Linked DNA regions of Arachis hypogaea: region 2 is linked to region 1. The links are chromatin contacts, called in public Hi-C maps. All regions are on one chromosome and are shown on one strand. Each heading gives the region's core, a stretch centred on a gene start, on an enhancer-like site or on the middle of the called end of the contact. The rest is flanking DNA. Distances are from core to core; before and after follow the strand shown. Region 1 holds the start of LOC112783016 (sulfite exporter TauE/SafE family protein 3). Region 2 holds the start of LOC112783827 (signal peptide peptidase).

Region 1 (6,053 bases), core at 1,557-4,056:
TGCAAAGTCTGAATTGTTAGACATGAAATTCATTTTGTTCAATTAGAACCAGCCGAAAAATAATGACATCAGTCACCTGGTGTTCCTCCTTCTTTGCTGTGCCACCATTTGGCCCGGCAGGAAGAGGTTTGTACTCTGCTTCAGCACCAGAACCTATCACAAAGAAAGTTGTATAAACCTTGACATGAGAAAATGATCCAAGATAATAGTACATCAAAAGTTCAATTATCATGAACAAAGCCAAGTTGAACTATTAAGTTTTAATGGATTAGTATATCCAAATGGACAGTTATTTAAAGCCAAAAGGAGAGTGTTTAGGTACATAATACAAGATTTCCAAACTCACCATTTGTCTCTTGTCGCTGAGCAGCTTCCTAAACAACAATTAAACAAGACAAGTTAAGAAGTGAGCAACGAGTAATTAGCAATCTAGCACTACATTATTGACACCAAATTAAACACTGAAAATATCATTATTACAAATTTATCAGAAAGCATCCATAATTGAGTGTTTGTAATAAACAGATTTACTAACAATAATTAAAATGAGGAGCACCGAAAACTATATATGAATAAAAATTTTAACGAGACCTTTTTCATTATGGTTTCCTTCTTCCAAGTTTCCACACCCTTAAAGAATGCCTTGGTTGATGTAACTGCAAAAAACCACATCAAAGATCAGTAAGAACTGTAAGAACGAGGAGAAAGCCTAAATTGTAGTCAGTGTTAAGATTCATCATTACCTACAAAGATAACAATAAGCAGTATAGTGACCATCCAATCAGGGAAAAGAACATTGAAGGTCACTCCAATGCTGATTCCAAGCATCAGCATTGGTTGAATGAGAAGTGCCAAATCATAGTCAATTATAGGCATATCCAATGTTGGATGCCTTAGTCTAAGGTTGTAGTAAACAGTTGACAAAGCTGCTCCCATGATCATACCTGAAAACAAAAACAAAATTGGCTTATAATTGAAGATAATTGGACTCATGGGAATTGCAATTCTTTTATTTGAAATGTAAAACTATTATAATACAATGTTAGTGATAAATTTAGTCTATGAGCTTTCACACCATTTTCACATTAAAAAAATGAATAAAAAATGACCCCAAGTTTTTATTATTCTCTTCCTGCAACTACTAAAATAACTCATGAAAAATAACAGCAGAAATCTTGAGATTAAAATTTTCTGAGCCAAATCAGCTAGTACACCTAAACACTATCTGGCATAAACAAACTCAAATGAGAAATTTATAGCAGAATGGTGATCATCAAATTTATTATTATGTGTGCTTTTGTCTTACATTTTGAGATAGCAGTTGATGATTTTGGATCAAAACCAATGATGAGACTAAGCATGGGAACAAATATGCCACCTCCACCAACACCACCTACGCTTCCAAATGCAGCTCCACAAAATCCAATAAAGCTACCAAGCACAATTCTCCACCCGAATTCCATATCCTGCACATATTATAATAAAGATATATTAACATCCATTTATAAACTTCCCCGACACAGAATAATAATAATAATAATAATAATAATAATAATAATAATAATAATAATAATAATAATTATAATACAATAGAAAAAATGAACTTTACATCAACACATCAGCAATCACAATAAATTCAATAAATTCTAGCAGCACTTTTTTTTAGCCAAAGCTGCTACATAACATAACTGCACTACCAATTTGAAAATAATAATAATAAAAAAACTCTTTTTTGAATCCCAAAATACATTTAAAAGGGTCAGCCAAAAAAAATCAAAGAATTCAAAAAGGTTGTTGAACTTGTATACCATTCACTACTCACCATGAGAGTTAAAACTGAAAAAGAAGACTTAAAAAACTGAACAAAACAACACCAAATCTCTTTTCGCCTTTGGAAGATTAAACAATATCAGACACACAAATCAAGTGAGGAAAAAAGAAAAGAAAAAGCAAAAGGATAAAGAGCTTAATTACCGGCCACACATGTTGATAACCTGATTCATTAGCTTGCCATAAGAAATTCACAGCTATGTTCAGGAAACTCTGATCTTGTTGAGTAACATTGAACCATGGAACTTCCATCTTCATCATCCTTTCACCAGAAACAAACACCATAACAGATGCAAAACACAGCAACAACATCCATATGGATCCCATTCCCACAACACCCTTCAACCATCTTCCTCCAAACTCAGCCATAATCAATTTTTTCTCACTTTTTTTTTCTTCAACACAACTCCTTCCTTTTCTACTCTTTCTCTTCAAAAGAAAGTTTGAATCTTCACCACCTTATAGTATTAAAAAGAACTATATGGGGTAAAATATTTCACGTTTCTGTGATCAAATCTGTGCTAATTTTCTAAGATAAACAGAATTTGACAGCTAGCAAGTCAGTTAAGGCAAGCAATTGACGATTATAAGAAAGAGTTTATTTTAATTTGATGTATGCGTCTATGGCTTAAATAAATGATTATATTGTAGAAAAGAGGGGCGAAGAATTAAATTAAAATTGAATGAGCAAACTTCCAAGGAGTTCACTTTGGCGTGAAGGAACAGAATCAGAATCAAAGATAGTAACAACGCAGATACGAAAAAACAATGAGTACTTGTTGATTGGGAAGAGAACAAAACAACGATTGAGCTCAAGATTGAAGCGTTGATGGGAACTCGACACAACAACAAATTTTGCAGTGAGTTTTGGCGAGGTGACGAAAAACAGCTCCTTTTTCTTTTTCTTTTTCTTTTTTTTTCGTTAGTTTCTTTCTCTCTCTTCAAAAATATGAACTTGTGAATAATTATTGTAAGTTTGGAACTAGCAACAACGTATTTATAAAGATTTTTTTTTTTTTTTTGGATTGGTAAGAATAGTACTAAAGAGATCAACCAAGGAGGAAAAAATAAATAAAAAACTTATAGGTACCGGAGTTGAATTTAATTTTGATGTAGTTTTAATGTTTTATTGTAAAATATTATATAATTATTTACATCTTTTTAAGAGACTATTTTCTAATTTCTACCATATATAAAAGGTCATTATTATTGTGGTGGTTGTTATTATTATTATTATTATTATTATTTATAGATATATAAAAAATTAGTCACTATTTATAAATAATAAAATATATATATAGAATTTAAAAATAATATTTTTAATATTAAAATTAATCATTAAAATTAATCTGTTATATATATATATATTGTTTAATTTATTTATAATATGTATTTTATATTTGAACTAGTTTATGTTTTTGTGTTTTGTATGGAAAAGATACATAAAATTATATAAAAATTTTTTATTAAAAAAGTAAACTAAAAATATATATAATAATTATTATAAAAGTTAAGTACGATTTTAGTTTTTAAGGTATAAATCAAAAAAAATTTTCGTTCCGAATTTTTTTTGATAATTAATATCAGTCTTAATTCATATATGTATTATTATTGGGTATTAAAAATAAATTTTGTTTGTATTACTAATATTTTTTTAACTTTCCTCACTCAATCTGTAATTAGGTTCAAAAGCTAGTCTATCTCATTGAAAACAAATGTAATATAATCAGTTTTTATCTGAAAGTACTATACATTGACATAATCATAAGAGAATCAACTTTAGCTCGTTAACAATATGGTGTTTGGTTACTACAGAAATATTTTTATATAAAATTATCAATAAATCATGTATGCCTTGTGATAAAAATAATATATTCAACATGAATATTGTTTGTTAGGTAAAAGATATAACAGGTTAACAAAAAAAATCATTACCATGGGTATATTTATTTTAACAAATATTCTTCTATCTAATACTATAAAAAATACACTGACTATCCTGAATTACTACAGGTTTAACTTCTATTGACAGTGATAGAATACCTAAATTGAGACATTCCGGACTATAGTATTCATCAAACAAACAATCAATAAAACACGTATCCATGTTTTCTCATTTTGAGTAAATTTACGCATAAAAAAAAGAAAAGAAAAGAAGAGCTGAAATAGCAAGAGCGATAAAAATGATGATTCTCATAATTTTGTTTGACTATTTATATATAAAAGACCAGAAGACTATAGTTATCTAACAAAATTAATTTATATTTATTGCATTTAATTTAATTAAGTAAGAAATTATTTTATTTTAGTGTAGTCCTTGATTCACATTATTTGAATTTGGCTAAATACATATGATTTTATTTGATTTAATTATTAGTTAAAAATATCTTAGTTGCCTATTTTATTCATAGATTTATTATTTTAATGAATAATAAATTAATTAGTTAATACACATAATATAATTAATTTGATTTAATAAAATAAAAAAATCAATTAGAAAATACTATCAGAATATTAAAAGAAATAAATTAAAAAATATTAATAAAATATATTTATATAAATTATAATAAATTTTGTAATAATTTAAATATCTAATCAAATTAATTTGTTGATATAATTAATTTATTATAATAAATTACATTTAATGAGTTAAAAAAATAAATCTAAAAAATAATCTCAAAAACATGTCATGTCAGCTCTATCGTTAAATATAAAAACCTAATTTTGATATAATAGAATAGAAGAATAGATAGATATGTATTTTTTTTTTGGTGATTATTTTATACTAGTATTTATATTTAGTAACTACTAATTTTAGTATACATCTAATATAAAATTTAGTATAAAATTTTAAATATTTATTTATTACAAATTTTATATTACAAACAAATATTTTTAATTATTTATTTATTACAAATTTTTATTCTAATATGATAGATTTGATTATTTTAATAATTGATTATTCAATTAGAAAAATATGTGAATATATATATATATATAAAGCACGTCTAAAGACATTTTTATTTAATCAAGAGTACTTATTTTTTGTTGATTAAATAAAATTTAACTTTTATTTATTATATTTTATATTAATATTTTAATTTTAAAATTTAAAATTTAAAATTTAAAATTTAGAATTTAAAATTTAAAATTTAAGTTCAGATTTTTAGTTTAAAATTTAGTATTTAAAATTTAAATTTTGCAGTTAAAAAAGTACTATACTTTTTATTTTGTAAAGAACGCATTAGTATTCGTCATGTATAAATATGTATTAGTATTCGTTATATATAAATATTGACAAATATATAATGGCTAATTTAGTAGCATATATAAAAAACTTTTATGATCATAAAAAAAATGTAAATTAACATGTATAAAATAATTTTAAAAAAATAATAAAATTTTAAATTCACTCTTTACAAAGTTATTTAATGGCATAAATCATATGAAAATTATGCTCCTACATTACATGAAATTACATAAAATTTAAATACAAATATTATTTATATATTAAAATTAATTATTAATATATTTATATTTTAATATATATTTTATATTATGATTAATTCTAGTAGTTAATTTTAATGTATATTTAGTATAATCGAAATTAAGCTCATAGGAAAATTGATCAAGTTCATATGCTGTTTTTTGTTGTTGCATTATATTAGAAGAGGCTCGATCTCAAAATTTCTATCCGGAAAGGAGGAATAAATGCCATCATATGGCTCAGGGGCAGTTCATATACTGATATACCTTAACATTAACATTTATAAGAATTAAAAAAAAAAAAAAAAAAAGACCAACATAAGGATGTGGGGTATATTCGATTCAGAAGTTAATGACCAATTGACCCACCTACCTACCATAGTACCATGTTGCAAATGTGCTGATATTCGGAGTTCAATCCCAGTTAGCTAAATGCTAACGACTACCATATAGCTTATCAAAATGAACAGGAATATGGTTGACCAAAAATTAAAAGAGAAAGTGTGTTTAGACTTTAGAGTCAATATTGCTTAGTTAATATTACAATCAACATTCAATATTAAAAAAAATCAAAATTTTTAAAAATCAAAATATTTTAAACATAATTAGAAGAATATCTAACACTAAAATTCAATAAAATTTTATCTTTAATAAATTTATGCTAAATTTATTTGATAATTTATTATAATATTATTTAAAATTAACAGATATAATATTAGTTCTCTAAATTACTCATT
Region 2 (6,735 bases), core at 859-3,358, 200 kb after region 1:
TATCAATTACCATGTAGTAAGCACTAACAAAACTGAAATTCAATTTTACAGACAACCATAATAAGATAAGCAATGGACTTATTTAATTTTCTTCATCAAGCCTGTCAATCTAAGGAATGAAGAATCAAACCTGAATACAGAAAGCAAGACCCAGTATATTATTTGCCAGCCAATGCTTCCTCAAAGCATACCACACACAAAAGAACGTGCCAGGGATAGCAGCAACAATCTGTGATCTTGTAAACTCAATCTCCAGAGCTGTGTAAGAAAGGAGAAAGTAAAAACATCATTCTGCAAGATAGAAGCAGATAAGGTCATCCCAATCAAATGCAGCAAGCAGCTAGCAGCAGCAAAAACACCATAATGAAAGTGTATAATCATATCATCATCATCACAATATACTAAACAACACATAAAGAAAGCAACAATGTAGGTAGTAAGCTCTGTCACCAGTCAATGATTAATGATCATATTAATCGTACAGAACATAAAAGTAAAATCAAATAGAAGAATTCTTTAGTAAGCAAAAAGCTAAACCACCATCAAGAGTATTTAATCTAATCAGAGCATAACACCCTTCTAATTATTATGCGAACACATGATATCTGAATAAATTAGTATATTTATGTTTATTACTTGGTTAAACATCTTATCCATAGTATAGATATACATCACAGCATCAAAACAGTCATCAATTCTAATATTATGGAAAAAACACAGCAGTCATTAAGGAGGCAGGCATCATGTCAAATACATCGAAAATATGGGAAGCGCCAGACTATGACATCCTCGTTCCACTTCTTTGGCAGATACCGTTTGATAGATGGTAATAGTGTTGCCCTGTAGAGATTATAAAAGCAAATGTCTAATAAGCAGCAAATATATCCAAAACGACTGTTGACCATATAAGCAAGTACACTGGACAAAAGGAAAAGAACATACGATAATGCAACAATCCCGAGCACAATAAAGTAGGCTGTCAATACAGCGTTCACCAAGTCCTTGGAGAGAAACTTGAAGAGTAAGAAAAGGGACAGTAACATTGCACTCCCAACAAAAGGAAATCGCATCGCATGTTCATTGGACATTGTCTCCTGCATAATCATACCCAGTGCGAATCAGAGAAGTCGAAGGTCTAAATCTTGAGCCACAAAAAGTAATGCAGAGCATAGAATTGGCATTAACAAAAAAAGAAAACTACTTACAGTTGGAGGAGTCGGTTTGACAGAACGGTAACAACCCACAAACACAGTGAGGCAAGCAGTCAAAATGACATTCAAATTCGGATCTACTTTCACAGCAAGCGGTGCTAAGGTTAACCCTGCCATGACAAATAAAATGCCATTAATGTATAGTGATCAGCATTCAAGGAACAGCAATGGAACCACACAAGAATTTCATATTAGCATTATCAACATTTCACTAAACAAGCACATTAACATTCCATATCATACCAAACCATATCATACACTAATCTAAATAGTAAAATTTGAGACCTTTCTCAAAACAAAACCCACCCAATTTCATACAAAACAGGAAATGCTTTGAACTATAGTTCTCATAATGCTCGTTAATACTATAAACTGAAACAAGAAACCTTGAATTTCACTAAAAGAATGAAAAAGAATATAAAAAGCAAACCTGCTAAAGCCAAAAACGCAACCCGCTCCGTGTTCTTCATATTGTTAAATTTCTCTTTAACAATTCTAGATCTAGTGAAGTCAACCGTAGCGAGAATGGGACTACCCTGCGACCAAGAATTTAAAGAAAAAAAAATCAAAACCCCGCAAGGGATCAATTGGAAACGGGTTCACCCCAAATAATGGATGGAAAAAAAATATAATTAAAAATTGAATATTGATATGGTTGGGAGTGAAATGAACCTTGAATCGGTGAGGCACAAAATAGAGTAGCGGATCGGAGAAAGGGAAGGATTAGGGTTTAAAGTAGTAAAACAAAGAGAAATGAAGAAAAAAGAGGGTTAATTGAGAAATTTAGATATTTTAGAGAGGGCAAGCCATTTTCAATGAAACGGTGGATTAGAGATACTTTCAAGTTTCATCCCTCTTTTCACCAAACAGAACTCAATAAATAAATAAATAAATATACACATTTTATTATACAACTACTAAGTTAACAATCTAAATAAAATATATATTAAAATATAAAATATATATTAAAAATAAATTAAATAATATATATATATATATAATGATTAATTTTTAATTTATACGTAATATTATTGTTTATTTATTTAATATTTAATAAATTTAAATTAGATTAGATTAGCTTTCAGAGAATCAGAGTAAGGGACCAAGGAAAGGAGCAGGGCGGTTGCCGATTGATAAAATATGAGAAATGGATGTGAAATTTCATTAATTTTAGATTGAATAAACTATGTGAAATGGATGTGAATTTTATTATAAAATGATTAATTATAAAATAAACTAATAAACTAATTCTTTCAAGAAGAAAAAAAAAATCTGTGAGATCAGAATGATTTTCAAATACTTCAGAAAGTAAAAAAATTAAAATTTAATTTTAATATATTAAGAATATAAAAAACTACAAATACATTTAATTATATATTGTCATGTTAATAAAACTAATTGACGTTTACAGGTAATGTGTAAATAATAATAAAAAAATATAATTAAATAGTTATGTGTTAGTGTAAAATAGTCTATAATTTACATTGTGAATATACCAAAATTAAAGTAAAGAATTTATTCAAAAAGACCAAAGTGTTTTCTTATAAAATAAAGTTTCGGTTTTTGGCTGCTTGAGTTTAAGAAAAGTGGGAAACCGAATGAACCACGTCAGTTGAGGTGTTCTAACCAATAACAACATGGCAAGTGGATTATTACATTATTAAGTGACTACAACTACTGGAATTTTTCATTTTGGAAACTTGGTTAATAATTTGACTACACTAATGAGAAGAGAAAGAGGGGGATTCTATCTTTTGACAAAAATAAATGAATTTGACAATTCTAATAAAAATGTTTTAACGGCTCTGATTTGACCACATATTCTATTGTTAATTTACTCCATTTCAGCTGTTTTATATTTGATTTTATTTATATTTTTAAGATATTATTTTGTAAAAATTTATTACATATATTGCAGGAAATAAATCTTTTAGCAAATATGGTAATATATTAGAAACGAATATCTATCTATCTATTTAATATATAAAAGATGAGTCGTGATGAAGATGATAAATTTTGGATTGATTTGAATGGATTTTATATAGATTCATATTTATTCATCTAAATAGCATACTTTTGTATTTTCTCTTTAAATTATATTTAATTGTGAAAACATGCTATTTTGTACTTAATTTAATCAATTTTATTCCACTTTTATTCCATTCCATGCTTTGATATTTTTTATAAGTGATTTAAGATGTAATAGGCATGAATGACTTGATAAAAGTGGAAGATAAGCATGCAATTGAGAGAAAATATAAAGAAAATAAAGGAAAAGTACACAGTCATGTGTACGTACGCACAACATTCTGTACGTACGCATAAGTACCAGCGCGTGATTTCTTTAAAAAGTCACGTGGCTCGCGAATTGGAAGGTTTCCAGACCCATTTCTAAAAGGTTTTGAAGCATATAAGAAGGGCTAGCAACACCATACAACACCATACATTACACAACAAACTTAGGATAGTTTTAGATAGTTTTAGGTTAGATTTTTCTCTCAATTTTCTTAGGGTTTAGTTAGGGTTTATACTACAAGTTTGCATTTTCCAATTTTAATCTTGGATTCTAGCTATTTCCATTGTAAGTATTTTTTAATTTTCTCTTTTATTACACTACTTATTCTACACTTTCTTATATTTTAGTTCATCTTATCAATACATATATACTTTTGTAATTTTGATTTCTAGTTGATTAATTTGATATTTAGTGGTTATTTTATGTTTGTTGAGTTGCCATTGTTGACTATGTTCATTGGTTGTTCTTAGTTTCAAGTAATTTTATAAGTTTGCCATGTTTTGTAAATATGCCTTCCATGTGTTTGATGAAATGTCAATTTTGATTATGAGGTAGATTCTCACTCCTCGACTTGAGGAATTGAGTATATGAAATACTAGAGTCATAATGTCCAACATTCAGTGATAATTCTTGGGTTGTTAGTTATTATTGTTTCCACTAACGCTAGCTTTTTACTAAGGTAATTAGTAAGTTACCTAGGATTTGTGGATTAATAACAATTATGCTCACTTGACTTACTCTTCGATGTTAAAGGTTGACTAGGTGAGATTAATCCATTATAATTATTATAGTTGTGGTTATGGTAAGGAAGGGATTCCATAACTCATCGCAAGTCAAAGATTCCATCTATGTTTTGAACCATACTTCAATCATTTTAGAGCTTTACTTGTCCATATTATATAGATAGTTATTTAATTCCTTTATTAGTTCATTAGTTGCAATTTTGATTGTTCTTTTATTCCTTTATTTGGTTGCTTCATTATTGAAAACCCCTTGATCTTACAACTAAAATTGTGCGCTTGTGGTCAATAGTTCCTGGGGAAGACGACCCGAGGTTTAATTACTCTCGGTTCTTTTTATTTGAACTAAACTTTAATTGAGAGGATCCATTGCCGGTTTGGACTATACTTGCAACGGAAGTTATTTTGTGAAATTCCGAATCGGCACAAATTTTCTCTATCAAGCCGCAAAACAATAACTCTCGTTCTGGAATCCCATCGCGTGTCTCCGATTCTGCTTTTATGATGTATAATTTTTTAAAACCACAACTCGACAAATACACTGAATCGTATCAAGTAAGATCACGGGAGTGGGTTATCGTTTCTACGAGGATTAACAGATTAAGCAAGTAATGGTTAACTGATTATTCTAATTAGACAAGTGAAAACTTGCTTTGAGATTATTTAAATACCAAAACAATAATTTAAATGAAAGCAACAATAATTGAGTAGAAAAAATGATATGATTAAAAACGTTAAGGCTTTGGAGATGTTTCAACTTCAGGACAAATGCTTTTCACTTTCTATTTTGATCATGCAAAGATACAACTTTGGCAAACCATAATTAATTAAACCTCAATTCCTTAGTAATTCAATTTCTCTTTAACCTCATTAATTGCTAATTCTTTAGTCAATTATTTAAGAGAAGAGGTTAAGCACAAATCCTGATTCAAGCCACACAATTCTTAGAGATTAAACCTAGTTGATTTTATGTCACTTATCAAAACTAGTTTAAAAACTTACAGAACTATGAGAAGAAGTTTCAAACTCAATTCCAATATTCAGCTCTTCCAAATTTGATAACAGAATTCAATCAGATTTGAGTTATTTTCCAATATATTCAAACCCTTATAATTAAGGACGAAAATCTTGCTTCTTGAAAAAGCATCAATGCATTAATCAAAGATAGAAAAGTAATAACATCAATCCATTAGAATCAACATTTCTTCTAACCTTAACTGAGGAGATTAGTGACTCGTAGGGCAAAGCAAAATAAGGATCCAAAATTGCAGAAAAGGTCCAAGGGTAAAAGTCCCAATCCAGAGCTCTCTAGATCCTTTTACATATACCTTAAACCTAACTAAAAACCTAATATTCAAACTTAATTAAAGAAAAATCAAATCATATCTTCCTAATTAACTTCAAATTAAAAGTGATTCTTCTTGTGATTATAGCTTAAGCTTTGGTGAATTACTTTCTTAGAAACCATGGGCTTGCACTTGAGTCTTGGGCTTGAGATGTTGTCATGACACTTGAGTGAAGTTTGCAACTTTTATTGTGCACCTCCCAAGGGCCTTTTTGTGTGTAGAGAATGCGAAGCAAGTGAGGGACGTGCCCACGCCCTTGAAGTGATAAAGGAGAATGGGTGTGGGTCATATCCCACGTGCTCAAAGGTAAGAGAGTTGGCGTGTTCTAGGTGTTGGTCACGTCTCACGTCTTCGAAGGTGGGGAGAGTGAGGGCTATTGGGCAATGGCCCAGCGTGCCACATTTGGCACGCCCTTAATGTGCATGGTGGCTGGAGTTTGTAACGTGGAACATGTTCGAATGGTGAGGAGAGTGGCCATGTGTGGCATGGCCATGGGCAACGTCCCACGTTCTCGACGCATGCATGGATGATGGGTGTGTGGCGTGCAACGTCCTCCAACTGGAGGGGAGTAGCGTGCCTGGGCGTGACCAACATGCCACGCCTGCAATGAGGATGAAGCCTGGGCGTGGGTGGCGTGTGCAACGTGCCACACCCTCGAGAAGCACAAGAAGGTGGCGTGGGAGACGTCCTACATCCTCGAGCTAGGGAGGGTTGCATGGAGGTAGCATGATGCTGGCGTGGGTGACGTCCCACTTGTGAGAAGGTTGCATGGAAGCTGGCTCTTTGGACTTTGAACCAGCGTGTAGTTAGTGTGAAGCAAGTGGCACGCCATGCCTTAGCTTACCTCCTCTTCTGTTTTTGCATGCTCTCTATTTCTGTTTGCTTCTGACTTAGCCTCCTCTCTAACTTGAGTACCTTTCTGACTTTGCTTCTGTTATTTAAAAAATTTTCACTAATCTCCTACAAAACACATAAAGCAACGTACTCAAAGTATCTTGACTAAAACACAAGAGAAATAACGAGAAATCACTGACTTTACTAACATAATTAACTAGGAAACTACTATAAGATGCTCATGCATCACTCCATAAACTCAACGTGTGGAAACAAAATTATTTCAATTTTGTGTTTTGCTCCTCTGC

The links. Hi-C and Micro-C count contacts between places; a contact is called where the count stands out from the background.
Region 2: a Hi-C map of leaf shows a contact between it and region 1, with 1.8 times the contacts expected there. The contact joins the promoter of LOC112783827 here to the promoter of LOC112783016 in region 1. A contact is called at or near these places in 2 of 8 Hi-C or Micro-C datasets (both in leaf).

The regions. Positions count from the first base shown.
Region 1 is chr20:125,037,171-125,043,223 of arahy.Tifrunner.gnm2.J5K5, forward strand. LOC112783016 (sulfite exporter TauE/SafE family protein 3) reads right to left here and starts at 2,807. Exons shown (of 13, transcript XM_025825746.3): 1 at 2,607-2,807; 2 at 1,975-2,288; 3 at 1,307-1,466; 4 at 744-944; 5 at 592-656; 6 at 347-374; 7 at 77-153. The coding sequence starts at 2,199.
Region 2 is chr20:125,236,538-125,243,272 of arahy.Tifrunner.gnm2.J5K5, forward strand. It overlaps LOC112783827 (signal peptide peptidase), which reads right to left and starts at 2,109. Exons shown (of 12, transcript XM_025826898.3): 1 at 1,884-2,109; 2 at 1,642-1,747; 3 at 1,206-1,321; 4 at 943-1,094; 5 at 755-840; 6 at 131-258. The coding sequence starts at 1,681.